2 separate regions of the Gossypium arboreum genome follow, and region 1 is linked to region 2. The links are chromatin contacts, called in public Hi-C maps. All regions are on one chromosome and are shown on one strand. The core of a region is the stretch at or near the end of the contact, and the rest is flanking DNA. Distances in the headings are between cores, read along the strand shown. Region 1 holds the start of LOC108482799 (cytochrome P450 85A-like). Region 2 has its middle 85 kb from the start of LOC108476692.

What was found. Hi-C and Micro-C count contacts between places; a contact is called where the count stands out from the background.
Region 1: a Hi-C map of leaf shows a contact between it and region 2, with 1.6 times the contacts expected there. The contact joins the promoter of LOC108482799 here to the enhancer-like site in region 2. A contact is called at or near these places in 2 of 5 Hi-C or Micro-C datasets (both in leaf).

What each region holds. Positions count from the first base shown.
Region 1 is chr7:16,977,979-16,985,167 of ASM2569848v2, forward strand. It overlaps LOC108482799 (cytochrome P450 85A-like), which reads left to right and starts at 3,037. Exons shown (of 9, transcript XM_017785904.2): 1 at 3,037-3,385; 2 at 3,659-3,983; 3 at 4,067-4,216; 4 at 4,306-4,554; 5 at 4,658-4,744; 6 at 4,832-4,910; 7 at 5,333-5,439; 8 at 5,517-5,641; 9 at 5,724-6,083. The coding sequence starts at 3,195. The coding sequence ends at 5,811.
Region 2 is chr7:16,821,154-16,828,086 of ASM2569848v2, forward strand. No RefSeq gene overlaps it. Among protein-coding and RNA genes, the nearest start is that of LOC108476692, 85 kb to the left of the region's middle. Within about 2 kb of position 5,683, at least 1 of the 2 cell types and tissues checked has an H3K27ac peak or open chromatin away from gene starts, as enhancers often do. A contact at or near this core is called in leaf, where this site is marked.

The DNA of each region.
Region 1 (7,189 bases), core at 1,787-4,286, 150 kb after region 2:
TTTTGACTTAAGCAACATCTATTAAATCCATTAATTGGCTTTTTCTTGAGTATTTTTGGAAATAACGTAATGCATTTAACAACTGCTATTTGATTAGGAATGAAATTTCAAAATTAGAAAAATAAAATAATAAAAATATCAAAAACTAAATCTACAACTTATTTATAGTACAAAACCAATAGTACAATTTAACCTTAATAAAATAAGCATTTAGTTTAATGATATTATTCTAAGAGATAAAAATAAGTTACACATGTTTAGAGTAGTGATTAAAATTTCTCTCGAATATTTATATGATCAAATTCGATTAAAATTTAAAACTTTAAGTGTTTGATCAAATTTGATGTGGAGTATATTTAAAATAAATTAATCAAAATTTAATATGTGTATGCCTATCACATGAATAATTGAGATTTGACTTGTTAAAAAATGAAATAATCTTATTAAATTTTAACGACGTGTATTTTTTATAACATGAAAGATCCAAATTATTCACGCATTAAATAGAAATATATCTAAAATTTTATTTACACATTTTTAATATGCTTCACATCATACTAGAGTTGATATTTAACACTCAACTTGACAAACCATGCTGACAAAATAATTTAATTGAATTAATATTAATATTTTGATGAATCAATTAAAATATTTAAAAATATTAAAGACTAATTTAAAATTAGACCATAATTGAGAGACCTATGATGGAATTAACCCCATATATATTCTGTAATGTGGCTGATACCAACCTCAGCTGGATCATTGGCAGGAGGCATTAAGTACTAATTAAAGCCAAAGGGACTTTTATACTCAGCACTTTTCAACAGCAAAAGGACCATTGTAGCTGCACACTTGCCAATGTACCACCATTTGCTCCTATCTTTGAATTAATAAAAGGAAATATTTTATATATAAACTAATTAAACAAAATTGAACTTGAAACAAGTAAAATTTTTAAAAGAATTATTTAAAATAGTTATTTGTTTTAATTTTAGATTTTCTTAGAGATTGTTCATATTTTTAAACTATATTTTAATTTGTACAACCGAATAATGATAAAATATTTTATGATGTAAGTTGAAATTTGGATAACCCTAATCTTTTTTCTCCTACTAATAGCCAAAGATGTTTACTAAGGTTAATGAAAAGATTGTTGAATGATATATAATTATTAATATTAATTCTTGATACTGAAATTCAGAGTTTTTTAATCCTGACAAATATTTGTTGCTTTCTTCTTCTTGTTTTTATTACTATTGCACTACTTACACACGTTGTAACTATTATATATGAAACTTTAAAAGATAAAAAAGATAATAGGTTGGTCATATAATTTTTTCTTATTCATCCACAAATTTAAGTTTTATAATATGGGTTATATTTGGATATTATTTTAATTATTAGTATCACGCTCTACATATTTAACCTTAAAATATTAAATTCAAACAATTTTTAAACTAATTGTTAGAGATAAACATGTATAAATAACGAAATAGAAAAGATTGAACACAAATTTTACGTAAAAAACTCTTTCGAAGAGGATAAAAACTACAAGCAAAGGAGGCTTCGACTTTTCACTACTTGAATGAACAAACAAGAATACGTTATGGATAAAATAAACTTAAACGTACTAAACATACAAACTCAAACCTCTAAAATAAAGCCCTAACTCTCATTGAGTAAACCCGAAAGGGTTACAAATTTCTTTCCATAATCACCACGAAAACTCTCACAAAAGCTCATTTGCTACTACAGCTTGTCACCCCCAAAAGAAAAGCCCTATAATACTACATCTTTAATTGCCTTATTGAAACAGGGATACAAGACCCATGGTTAAGTTTAAAGGTCTAAAACGACTAAAACATCTCTGAAGTAATTAGAGTTTAATTGGGAAAAGATAGCAGAGTTTAATTAGGAGAAGAAACTCAGTGTTTGTGGGAAACATGTCACCATGTCGAAACGTTTTCATTCATGTCATTCGTCGTCGTTACATCATTGACTGACATTGATAAGTGCATGCAAACTGTCTGATAAATTCGATGTACAACTCATATTAATTTATCTTATTCCAAAAATCTTATAATAATAATAATAGTTGCTAATTGTTCATGTGATCTCATCGAAAATCGTATCGGTTTCAAGTTTCATCTTTGTTGAAAAAGAAAACCTGAAAATAGAAGGAGTTGGAAATGAATATCAAATTGAAAGTGCATTAGATAAACATCACAATATTATAGTTTTCTGGGAAATACAGTGCCATAAACTTGCAGTTGGAAATGAAATCAAAGCTCCCCTATTCACTTGATGAACAATCCATGTACCTGTTGTATCATATTTAAAATATTATAGAGTTAATAATTTATATTACATAAATTTTGACACATAATTTGTGATTATTTTATATGGTATTATGCATCTTCTTTTGTTATTTTGTAATTCCATGAGCAGATCTCATTGACAGACATGTGAAGGACTGGGCTTTATTTTTTAAAAAAAATTTATTTTAACTTAATTTTAGGTCCAATAGGGTGGTCTGCATGTGCCACTTCAAACACTTCCCAACTATCTTTCTTTTTTCATTTATCTAGCTTTCATGCCACTAATATCCAAATCATTTCTTTATAGAAACCCTTTTTCATCATTAAAAAAATTATTATATATATTTAAATTACAAAAATTAGATATTGGAGCAGAAAGTAGGTTTGATTTATTCTGAATAAGAAATTAAAAAAATAAAACTAAAGCTGAATATTTGTTAGATTTTTATTTTGACCTGTGAAATTAAAGAAATTATATGGTTACTGTTTCGATAATGGTATCTCTGACCTTGACTATCAAACAAGCATTCATGCTCAAAATCTTGAAGAATGAATCGTGTCTTAGTCTGCAATTTATTTTAAAAAAATCATAGTTAAGTGTGAAAGAGTTTTAAGATTCAAATCTATAATTAGTTATTTAAGAGGGGTTAGCTTAGTAAAAGCATATCTATTAATTTTTATTGGACTGCTGATTACTTTTGAGGTCTTTTAAGGGTAGGGTCCCTTCCTAGTGAGCTGCATGGTTTGGCCTATATCTTTCAATGACTTGTGACCATAGAGGTAGGGGTCGTATACATATATATATACCCATGAGCTCGTTTAGAGTTAGGAGGAAGAAGCCCCTTTAACCATTTAGAGAGCTTCTTGGGAGAAACAATGGGTGTTTTAATGGTGATTGTTGGGGTGTTTGTAATGGTGCTGTGTATGTGCACTGCAGTTTTGAGATGGAACGAGATGAGATACAGGAAGAAAGGTCTGCCCCCTGGTACTATGGGTTGGCCTGTCTTCGGGGAAACCACTGAGTTTCTCAAACAAGGCCCTAACTTCATGAAAAACCAAAGAGCAAGGTGATTTGAAACCCCCAAATCTTTGTTATTTCTTGCTTGTCTGTCCTCGATTTGAAAGCTGGTTGATAAAATAGCTTCCTCTTTGCTTTCTCCTTTTTCCTTTTATGGAAGTAAATGATGTTTTTATTTCACTATGTCATGGTTGTTGTCACTTAAAAACAGTTGCAAGAGGGTTTTCTTGTAAATTTAGCTTCCAAACATTAAATCATTCAGGTAATTTATGAAAAACACTAGTTTGGTTTTTTAATATAATTTGTTTGTTTATTACAAAAGCAGGTATGGCAGCTTCTTCAAATCCCATATTCTAGGATGTCCTACAGTTGTTTCCATGGATCCAGAGCTGAACAGATACATACTAATGAATGAAGCCAAGGGGCTTGTTCCTGGATACCCACAGTCCATGCTTGATATCTTGGGAAAATGCAATATTGCAGCCGTCCATGGCTCCACACATAAGCAAATGAGAGGAGCCCTCCTTGCCCTCATTAGCCCCACTATGATCAGACAACAACTTTTGCCCAAAATCGATGAATTCATGAGAGCTTTCCTCTCTAATTGGGACAACCAAGTCATTAACATCCAAGACAAGACCAAAGAGGTCTGTTTTTGTATTTGTATATGTTAATATCACATTCAAAGCTTTTCATGCTTTCCTCTGTTTCTAATCTGCTATCCTTACAGATGGCCTTTTTATCATCACTTAAGCAAATCGCCAGTGCTGAATCCAGTTCAGTAGCTCAACAATTCATGCCTGAGTTCTTTAAACTGGTTTTAGGCACCTTATCACTTCCTATTGATCTCCCTGGTACCAATTATCGTCGAGGATTCCAGGTAATTTGACAAGCAACTCATATATCATTTTCTTGTCATTGCAGTTCCATGTTTTACAGTCTGAAGCAAGTAGCATGTTTATGTTGCAGGCAAGACAGAACATTTTGAAGATATTGGGACAACTGATAGAAAAGAGAAGAGATAGTGAAGAATCCCACAAGGACATGCTTGGGCACTTGATGAGAAATGATGACAGTAATCGACATAAACTAAGTGATGATGAGATCATTGACCAAATAATCACAATCTTGTATTCTGGTTATGAGACTGTTTCCACTACATCAATGATGGCTGTCAAGTATCTCCATGATCATCCAACAGTTCTTGAAGAGCTAAGAGTATGTTTACATTTTCCTTCCAACTTTGACCTCTTTACTATCACTGGTTCTTTTTTTTTTTTTTTTGTCTCTGGTTTTGATTGGCTGTTCTTTTTCCCACCAGAAAGAACATATGGGAATAAGAGAAAGAAAAAGGGCAGATGAACCAATTGAATGGAATGATCTTAAGTCAATGAGATTTACAAGAGCAGTAAGCACTTTGCAAATTTTTTTATTCAAAAAGAAAAAAAGAACACTTTACAAAGAAAAAGGTTCAATGATTTTGTGGGCTATGCAGGTGATTTTTGAGACATCAAGATTAGCTACAATTGTTAATGGAGTTTTGAGGAAAACTACTCAAGAAATGGAACTAAATGGTGAGCTCAACATTAAAATATTCAAAAAGTGGGATCCATAAATATATTGAAATATTCTTTTTAATTCTTACTTTTCTAACATCAATTTTATGGCCTCAAGAAGCTCAGTTTGCAGTTAGCTGCTCTTTTAAAACCCAAAAAAATAAATAAATAAATAAAAAGTTTCCCTTAAACCACTTACATTGTTTAAGTTTTTATTAACATTGAATCTCAAGGTTTTTTATAAAAAAAAAAAAGAATGGAAAATAAGATGTAAAGGAGGTGAGATCATCTTCCTTTGGTGGACCTTACCCTATCATGATTTACAATGGCATACCTACCAATCCAGCTAGGCAATTCCCTGGAAGATTCATTCTCTTAATTTTTTTTATTATAATTTGTGAAATGATTGAATTTTCACCAATGACTCATCTTCCTTTCAGGGTATGTGATTCCTAAAGGCTGGAGAATTTATGTTTATACAAGAGAAATAAACTATGATCCATTCCTATATCCAGATCCATTAGCCTTCAATCCATGGAGATGGATGGTTAGTGACCCCTAATTTTTCCATCAATTTCTTTTAAAAAAAAATTCCTTGAAATTTAAAATGATTGATGAATACAGGACAAGGGCTTGGAATCTCAAAATTATTTCTTGATATTTGGAGGAGGCACCAGGCAATGTCCAGGAAAGGAACTTGGAATTGCAGAAATTTCTACTTTCCTTCACTATTTTGTAACTAGATACAGGTAATTTAAATATTTAGCATTAAATCATTCTAAAAGCCATTAAAAGAAAGAGAAAATGAAATCCCTTTATTTGTGAGTGCAGATGGGAAGAAGTTGGGGCAGAAAAATTGATGAAATTTCCAAGAGTTGAAGCACCAAATGGACTACACATTAGAGTATCATCCTACTGACTAACAGATGTATCATGTATGTACATAAAGAGATATATAGACTAATCAAAAGGGAAGGGGTGGGTATTTTGTACAATTAAAAATATGTTCTAACAAGGGTAGAAAATGATTGATTTTTCCTGTTTTCAGGCTCTAGTGTAGACTGTGAATAAGAATTTCTGAATTTTGTGACTCTATTTCCCTTTGTTCTAACTAGGATTACACCATGTTAATAATCAAAGTGAGAGAAATTGGGAAATACAAATATGTTTTATGTATGGAAGTCATAAAAATCCCAACAGCTGCAGAGAAATTTCAGTTTTCAAGGATCTGAGTTTGGGACCTTTTAGAAGTCCTTCAATTGGACTACCTTTCAAGGATGTCATGGAAAGAGAAATTGGACCCATTACTATATTTATTAGAGTTACTGTGCAAGAAATCTGCCATTTCTTTCCTTGGCGAAATTGATGGGCTCAACATATTCTTTCATTTAACCAATGTTGGGACTTAACATCTCAATTATATATGTGTTAGGCTATTTGTTCAGGCTCAAAGTCCGTTTAAAATTTAAAAGGGTTTTGATAAAAATATTAGGCTCAAAAAATGAGCTTGAGCAAAAAAAATTAGGCTATTTAAAATATGGATCAAGCTCGAACTTAAATATTCAAGGCTTAAGCTTGACCTGTTTTAAAGTTTATAATACTTTATATTATGTTATTTTATATATATATCATGTAATTTAGAACAAACTAAAAAATAAATTTATATTAAATATATAATACTACTCTAATGTAAATATTAAAATAATTTAATATGACTATATAAAAATTTTAATAAATAAAATGTATAAATTTATTAAATATTAAAATAATATAATATAAATATTTTAAAAAATAATATAGGTGGGTTTAAATGGGCTTGGATTAGTCTTTTGCAAATATGGACGGGGTTGGACAAACTTTTAGGCTCATATTCGGACATGGCGAGCTTGGGCAAGTATAGAATATATTTATATCATGTTTAGATTTAAATTTTAACCCAACTTGACCCATGAGCACCTCTAATTTCAATCATAAGTTCAACACAAAGTTTGTTTCCAAGCAGATAGCATATGTGTGAACCAAAATTAAATAACATCTTCTACTATTAAATTAATTAATTTTATTTTTAAATGTTAAATTTTAACAAAATTAATAATTATTATTTAAAAAATGAAAATTATATTTTTCATTTGTATTTTAACTTCAAATAAAAGAGATTTTATTTGTAAAATAATAAAATCTTTAAAAATATTAACTTTGTTACAAAGGCAATGTCGAAGATGGCAAAGGCCTCTCTAAAAATGGAATTTTTAAAGTAGTCCTTTTAGAAATAATAAAACTACAAGTTAATTACTTTG
Region 2 (6,933 bases), core at 4,433-6,932:
AGGTTCAAGTTTTGACAATGACATCTAATATTGTTGGAACCAAACCGAATTAGCTAATTACACTAGATGGATTAGGAATCAAGTTGTATACTAGTTTGGAGAATGAGGTTGAACTAGTTGACTAGTGTTAACCTGAACTAGTTACAAAATTGCAAGAAACAGAGTATTAGTGGAAGTGACAACGAAAGTGGGCAATTCTGATCAAACTACGACAACCACAATAAAACAGGGGACAACAAATTATTTACGTAGTTCAATTTCATTACATCTGCGGAGCCTAGCTCAATGAGATAAATTAACTATCTTTGAAACAAATACAACCAGTGAACCTAGTTCTAAAACACCCCCGGAAGAATATTTACTTTTGTATTTGGAAGAGTAGATCTCTCACCACTAAATTCTCTCCTTGAGAACTTAATTTTTAAAACCAACAATAACAGATTTTACAGTTTCAAATGCACTCTCACAAACAACGTTCTTCAATGAACTGATAAGTGCTCTTAAAATTTAGTACATAAACTTATATAAAGTCTCTCAAATATATAGAGACTTTCAAGCCTTTCTAACATATTAAAGATCAATTACAATATCTTCTAACCAACAGCTAAAATAGTTAAATACAATATAATAATAACAACCAAAGAAAGGTGAACTGTTGGAAGATAAGTCTTCAAGTTTTTCCCTGATTTAACCTCCTTGATCCAAGGGATTTGGTACGATTGGTCCAATTCGAACTCAAGTTATATTTATACTCGTCGATAGGCTTGAATTATCTTACAACATAATCACAACCCAAACACTTGTTTCAATAATTTGTCAATGTCCCAAATAAGGCAAGTTGACCTCTGTAATAAAATCTTTTATAAAAGGTTTAAAAATATGAGAAAATAAGAAAAAAATTAACAATTAACTAAAAATTAGTCCACATAAATTATTCTTTTTATTGATTTTGGTGTGTTCCATATATGTTGACTTGTACACTAAACTAACTTAAGCTATATTCTTAAAGCCACAACCAAATAAATCAATATCATGATATATCTCTCATATTTATTTATGAAAATTTTCAATCTTAGCGGCATTGAGTATAAAAGTTTTAATTTTTTATACAATTGTTAAATGAGTAATTTATTGTATAAAGGATTTTGTAAATGTAAGTAAATGTGTTAATTGAACTTTTATTAAAATTATTTTTTAAAATTATTAAATTTTCCATCTTATTTTTAAAGTTTATATTATTTGTAAATGTAAGTAATTTGTTATTTTTATTATTTTATAGAAAAATTTTAGTATTTCGTAGCATTTATTAGGATTTTTTTAAAAATAAGCATTTTAGATTTTTTTAATTTCTAGAGAAAATTTTAATGTTTTAAATTTCTTCAAAAACATTATATATTTTTTTATAACTTTTAATTTATTTAACTTTTTACACATTAGTCATGATACCAACACTTAATGGATTACGAGTTTAAAAAATTTGTTGTCACTTTATGACTTTTAAATTTTTTAATTAGATAATTGACACTAAAGAAATTAGAGCTTTTATAATAATTGTGCAATTTTATATATAATTGACAAAAATTAAGAATTTCAATGTATATGTTTTCTATTAGATCTATAGGTAAGCTACAGTGCAGATCATCTAACTTAATTGATTGCCTTTTTTAATATATTTTTATTAGCCTTCGTTAACGGGGTAATAGAAAGATGACGTTACAATTCTAAAATTGACATGAGAAGATATTTAGCTCTATAATGTTTATAGATATACAATTTTGGTCCAAATTCTTAAACAAAATAACTTTCAATGTTTACATATTATGTAATCTAGTGATGATTCTAATGAACATGTATGGGCATTCTTTCTTGGTTTACAACTTTTCAAAACACCCTTACTATTCTTTCAACTCATACCATAAGAATTTGAAGCTTAGTGGAGAAGGAAATGTTGACCCAATTAGGCTAAGGTGATGACCATTGTGACTACTCAACTTCTACCCTAACAGTGTAAGTAAGAATCGGGTTGACGCCACCTTCAATAGGTTAACCCATAGATGAAAAATCCAAAATCAATGAATGAGAATCATCGTTGACAATGCTAACATGGTAGGAGCTATGGGGAACCTAGGAGACAACATTCACGCTCTTTTGATATCTTTGCATCTCAACCATCAACAATGTCAAAATATATATATCAAGAACAACAACCTTGGTGCTATTCATGTAACACCCCTTGCCTGACCTGACTGTTAGGTCCGATCTATACGATGCCACACCTGTTGCCAGAGCAACTACCTTCAAATATACTGTAAACAACTCATTTAAACATATAATTATATCATAAACACATTCACATTATGATACATAATTAAATCCGAGCCTTAATCAATCTTACGAAAGCTCTTTTGTTGTCTCGATCCTGAAATAGGACCAAATTGTAAAGTTTCAAAATCTCAGGGTCGATGTCATGACGTTTGTTCTTCCATGTTGTGACGTCGTCAAACAGTTTGTCACATCATGACCTCAGGCCATTCAACATCGCGACGTGACTTACTATCGGCCAACATTACGACGAGGAAGATTACTCGTCAGGACGTAGACTTTGTTTTTGGTAAAATGTAGGTCGTTTGGTACCTATTTCATGGCTACCACACAAACTTCATTTTGTGCACAAATGGTTTAATTTTACTTGTCATTTTGTGCATAAATGGTTTAAGTTTACTTGCACCAAAACACTTTCAACTTACACCAAAACAAATGCTAATATTACATTCAACCTTATACCAACTTATATCATCTATTCAACCATTAGATTCATCAATACAATACCATGGCATTCAAACCAAACCATATGACAAAAGCTAAACATTACCTATCTCAAACTACTCGAAACATTCTAAATTACCTCCATTTATGCCATTTCAATTGTTACATACATAACTCAAACCATTTACCAAAACATATCATTTCATTGAAACGTTAACACTTCCAAAATCAAGCATTAGGTAAGTTTAAAGCTATGTTCAACATTTAAAGTTAACATATACGAAACACTTATGTACATGCCACAAAACCTGACTTAAAACAATAAAAAAGCTACCATTTTGAATATGAGATAGTGTGAGCTTCAAATGGTACGCTAGACATGTTCCACAAGGTGAGAGAAGGGAAAACAATGGGGTAAACATATTGGATGCTTAGTAAGTCCATATGAGATTTAATTAACTTACCTAGGCAACTTAAATAAGTAAACATTTCTTTTGGCCTATGTTGAGGTGACTATCAAACAACATCATATATAAACATATAAAAAATAGGTTAGTTCATAACTTTGCATATCATGATCATTAACAAGAAATCATATTCAATTAGGAAGCATATATAGTTCATTTCATATTCAATCCATTTCAATAATTTCATTCCATTAAGTTACAATTTCACCTGAAAGAACCTTTAATAAATCGAACTCGGATACAGGGGACTATAGTGCTCACACAAGCTGACAGTGGTCAGGGTTGCTCACCACAAGTTGACATCGCATTGAGGTTAGCAATTCAGGCTAAACCAACAATACATATAAGTGGAGAATCCGCAACAAATGTTGGATCTCATATAACCATGTAAATCACTAATTGTTTCCATATTTGACCCTAATAGCATGCCATATGTATCCTAATCCTTTACTAAGTTCACACGAGTATAATTACTATAAATATATCATTTCAATCCTTGTAACAACATATACATGTCATACAAATCTTATAAAAATGGGCTTGGGTAAAATTTAAGGCCCGTTTTCTATATAGGTCGGGCCTTGGGAAAGTTTTTTTAGTCCTAGCATAGCCTAGTCCGACCCGAATATATTATCTTATAAAACTAATTATATTAATTATATATATTAAATAATAATTATATATTATATTGAATCACTAACCTAATAACAATTAAACCTATTACCTAAAACTAAAAACTTACTCAATTAAATAACCCAATCCAAAATATAAAATTTTAAAATTATATTTAATATAATAAAAATATTATATTTATTTTTGTTTTTAAAATAATAAAATATTTATTATATTTATGGTAGTGCTTTTAATATAAATATTTTTAATGTGTTAGAATATTTTTATTTTATTGTTTTTATTATATTTTTAAAAATTATTTTTAAATAAAAATTAATTTAAAAATTAAATATAAACGGGTCGATTGGACCGTAGCTTACTTTTCTTAAATTAGATTAGATTTGGGTAAAAAATAAATTCATTTTTCGAGTCAAGTCAAATTAAATTTAAAAAAATTAATCTGAATATTTTGTATGAGCCCAACCTAAATCGAGTCATGATAACTCCTATTTTACCCAATAATAATCAAAATTAAAAATACATTAAGAAAATTTGATGAAAAAACAACATTTTGCGGCAAGAAGCTTGTGCGACCTTAAAGTTTCTTTTCACTTAATTTGACTCTTGCCAACTTATATATATATATATATATATATATATATATATATATGCCTACTGAACTAATATTTAAGTGGCAAAATTTGGTTTTTGTTTTGTTATTTTTTAATTCAACTTTTCTTTATATATGCTTGCAAGATTAGATTTTGAAGCTAGGGTGATGACAGTGGAGTCATGGACCAACCAAATAATTAAAAAGAAAAAAGAAAAAAAGAAAAGAATATAGGTCTTAGGTCCATCAATTCCAAAAATTTTGTGGCCTAGGCCTTCTATGTTTATTTATTAGGCAAGCCGAAAATGTATAAGCTTTCATATGTAGCTCATTCCTGCATGCTAAATAAGGTTTTGGTGATGTAGTATATAACTTGGTAAAGGAATAGAAAGTACTTGCAGAAACTAAAATTAAGAGTGAATTTAAGTGTGCGGTGCGATGCGTTTACGTTACTTTTTATTTTATGTTATAATATTTAATTTTACCATCATTATTATTTTTATACTAATTATAAATAAATACATTACTCTCCAAACTAACCTAATTAAAATATCTTTATATATATATCAACTTCATTATCATTATTATAGATGGATAACAACTACATAATTGAAACATATAATCTTTATTCATTAATCATTATAATAATAAAAAGTGTTTTATTCTCTAAATATTAAGTTGTCTAATCTCTAGTTCCAATTTATTTTTCTACTTTTGATAATTATTGAAAATCCAATATTTTATCAACAATCCAGATGACTTTGGCTTCTCTATTTTTTTATTGTATTTTCATATGCAATTCCTTAATTTAAATTCTCAGAATTAAGTAATTTTTTAAGTATTCTTTATATATTTTTACTATTTTTATTTAGGGTTTATAATTACTTTTCCTAATAATATTATTTTCAAAGTTTAAAATTATATTCTCTAATGTAACTTACCAATGTTAAACGAAATAATTTAATTCTACTTACTTGTACATAATTTTTACATAACAAAACTATAACTTAAAAGATTTTAAGATCTTACTTTAGCGAATAATACTAAAGTAAGATTAGGTGTATTATAAATTATTAATCAATTAAATTTATGTAATGAACGAAAACAAAAACAATAATTAATAAATACACGAAATTAAAAAAAAAGTAAAAAAGACAAGAAGATGGGGCCCAAACAGAGAGTGCCTGTTCTGAAAGCAAAAGGACAAAGAGACAAAGGTGAAGAAATATCAAAGAAACAAAGAGACAAAAATCAATCAATCTTTGATGAATAAAACAGATGCACGTGGACACAGGTAACCACACGTGCACTCAATCATCATGTCACTTCAACCCCACAAAAACCGTCTCTCTCTCTCTTTCATTTTTCTTTCTCTTTCTTCTATGATCATATTGGAGTTCAATGTCTAAACAAATTTAATTTTATATTATTTTAAAAATTTTAGTTTTCGATAGAGAATAATTTATAATAGTTTCTAAATTCATATATGGTGAATCAGTTATTTTGATATACACTATAAATAAATAATTTTAAGAATTATTAAAAATAGTCAATTAAATTTTAATTTAATTGATATAAATTTATTGTTAATATAATAAAATTTAGATTCGAGAATTATACTTTTATTTATAGATTAAAAATTAATTATAAATAATTTTAAGTATTATGTCAAAATAACAAATATAATCAACACATATAATAAAATTATTTAAAAAATATTATTAAAATAAATATATTATTATTTTTAACCTTCTAACTCGCTAAAATGTTTGGTTTTATATACAATCGAGAGTCCATCCATATATATCTTATATAAACTATTATTTATATAAAATATTGTGAAATAAATTATTACTAATATATTTAAATTTTGTATATGTATCAAAATAATTTGTACAAGTATGTATGGTAATATATTATAATAGTTTAAATATGCTATAATATCGAAACATAAGAAATATAAAGTTGAAAAAACTGAAAATTTAATAAAAATGAATAATTATTTGAGACACAATTTAAGAAGTTTTTGAACTTCATAAAAAATTAAAGTGATAAATATTTTTCTATCATAAAAATATGAAGCGTGTCTTATTTATTTATATATAATGTTTTATATGTTTTTATTATATTCTATGAGTCACATATTATATTTTTAACCAATGAAATCTACAAAACTCCAAAATTATATACTTTTAGATAATTTTCCATAAAAAATTACCAAGAAAACTGAGATAGTTATATTCCTTTTATTTTCTTTTGTTCTGTTGGGGTCCTCTTTTCTGTCTGTTCTTGAATTTTTTAGTTTTCCCTTTTGCTTTTACTGGTTGGAAACAGAGATTGAAACTCTCGAGATGGAAAAATTAATGAGCCTTCTTAAATACAATCTTAGTTGTTCTTCCGTTGGATGATAAATGATAGTAAATTGAAGGTAGTTATCCGGTATCAAATTAGTTAGAAAATTTATTTAAATGTATTATC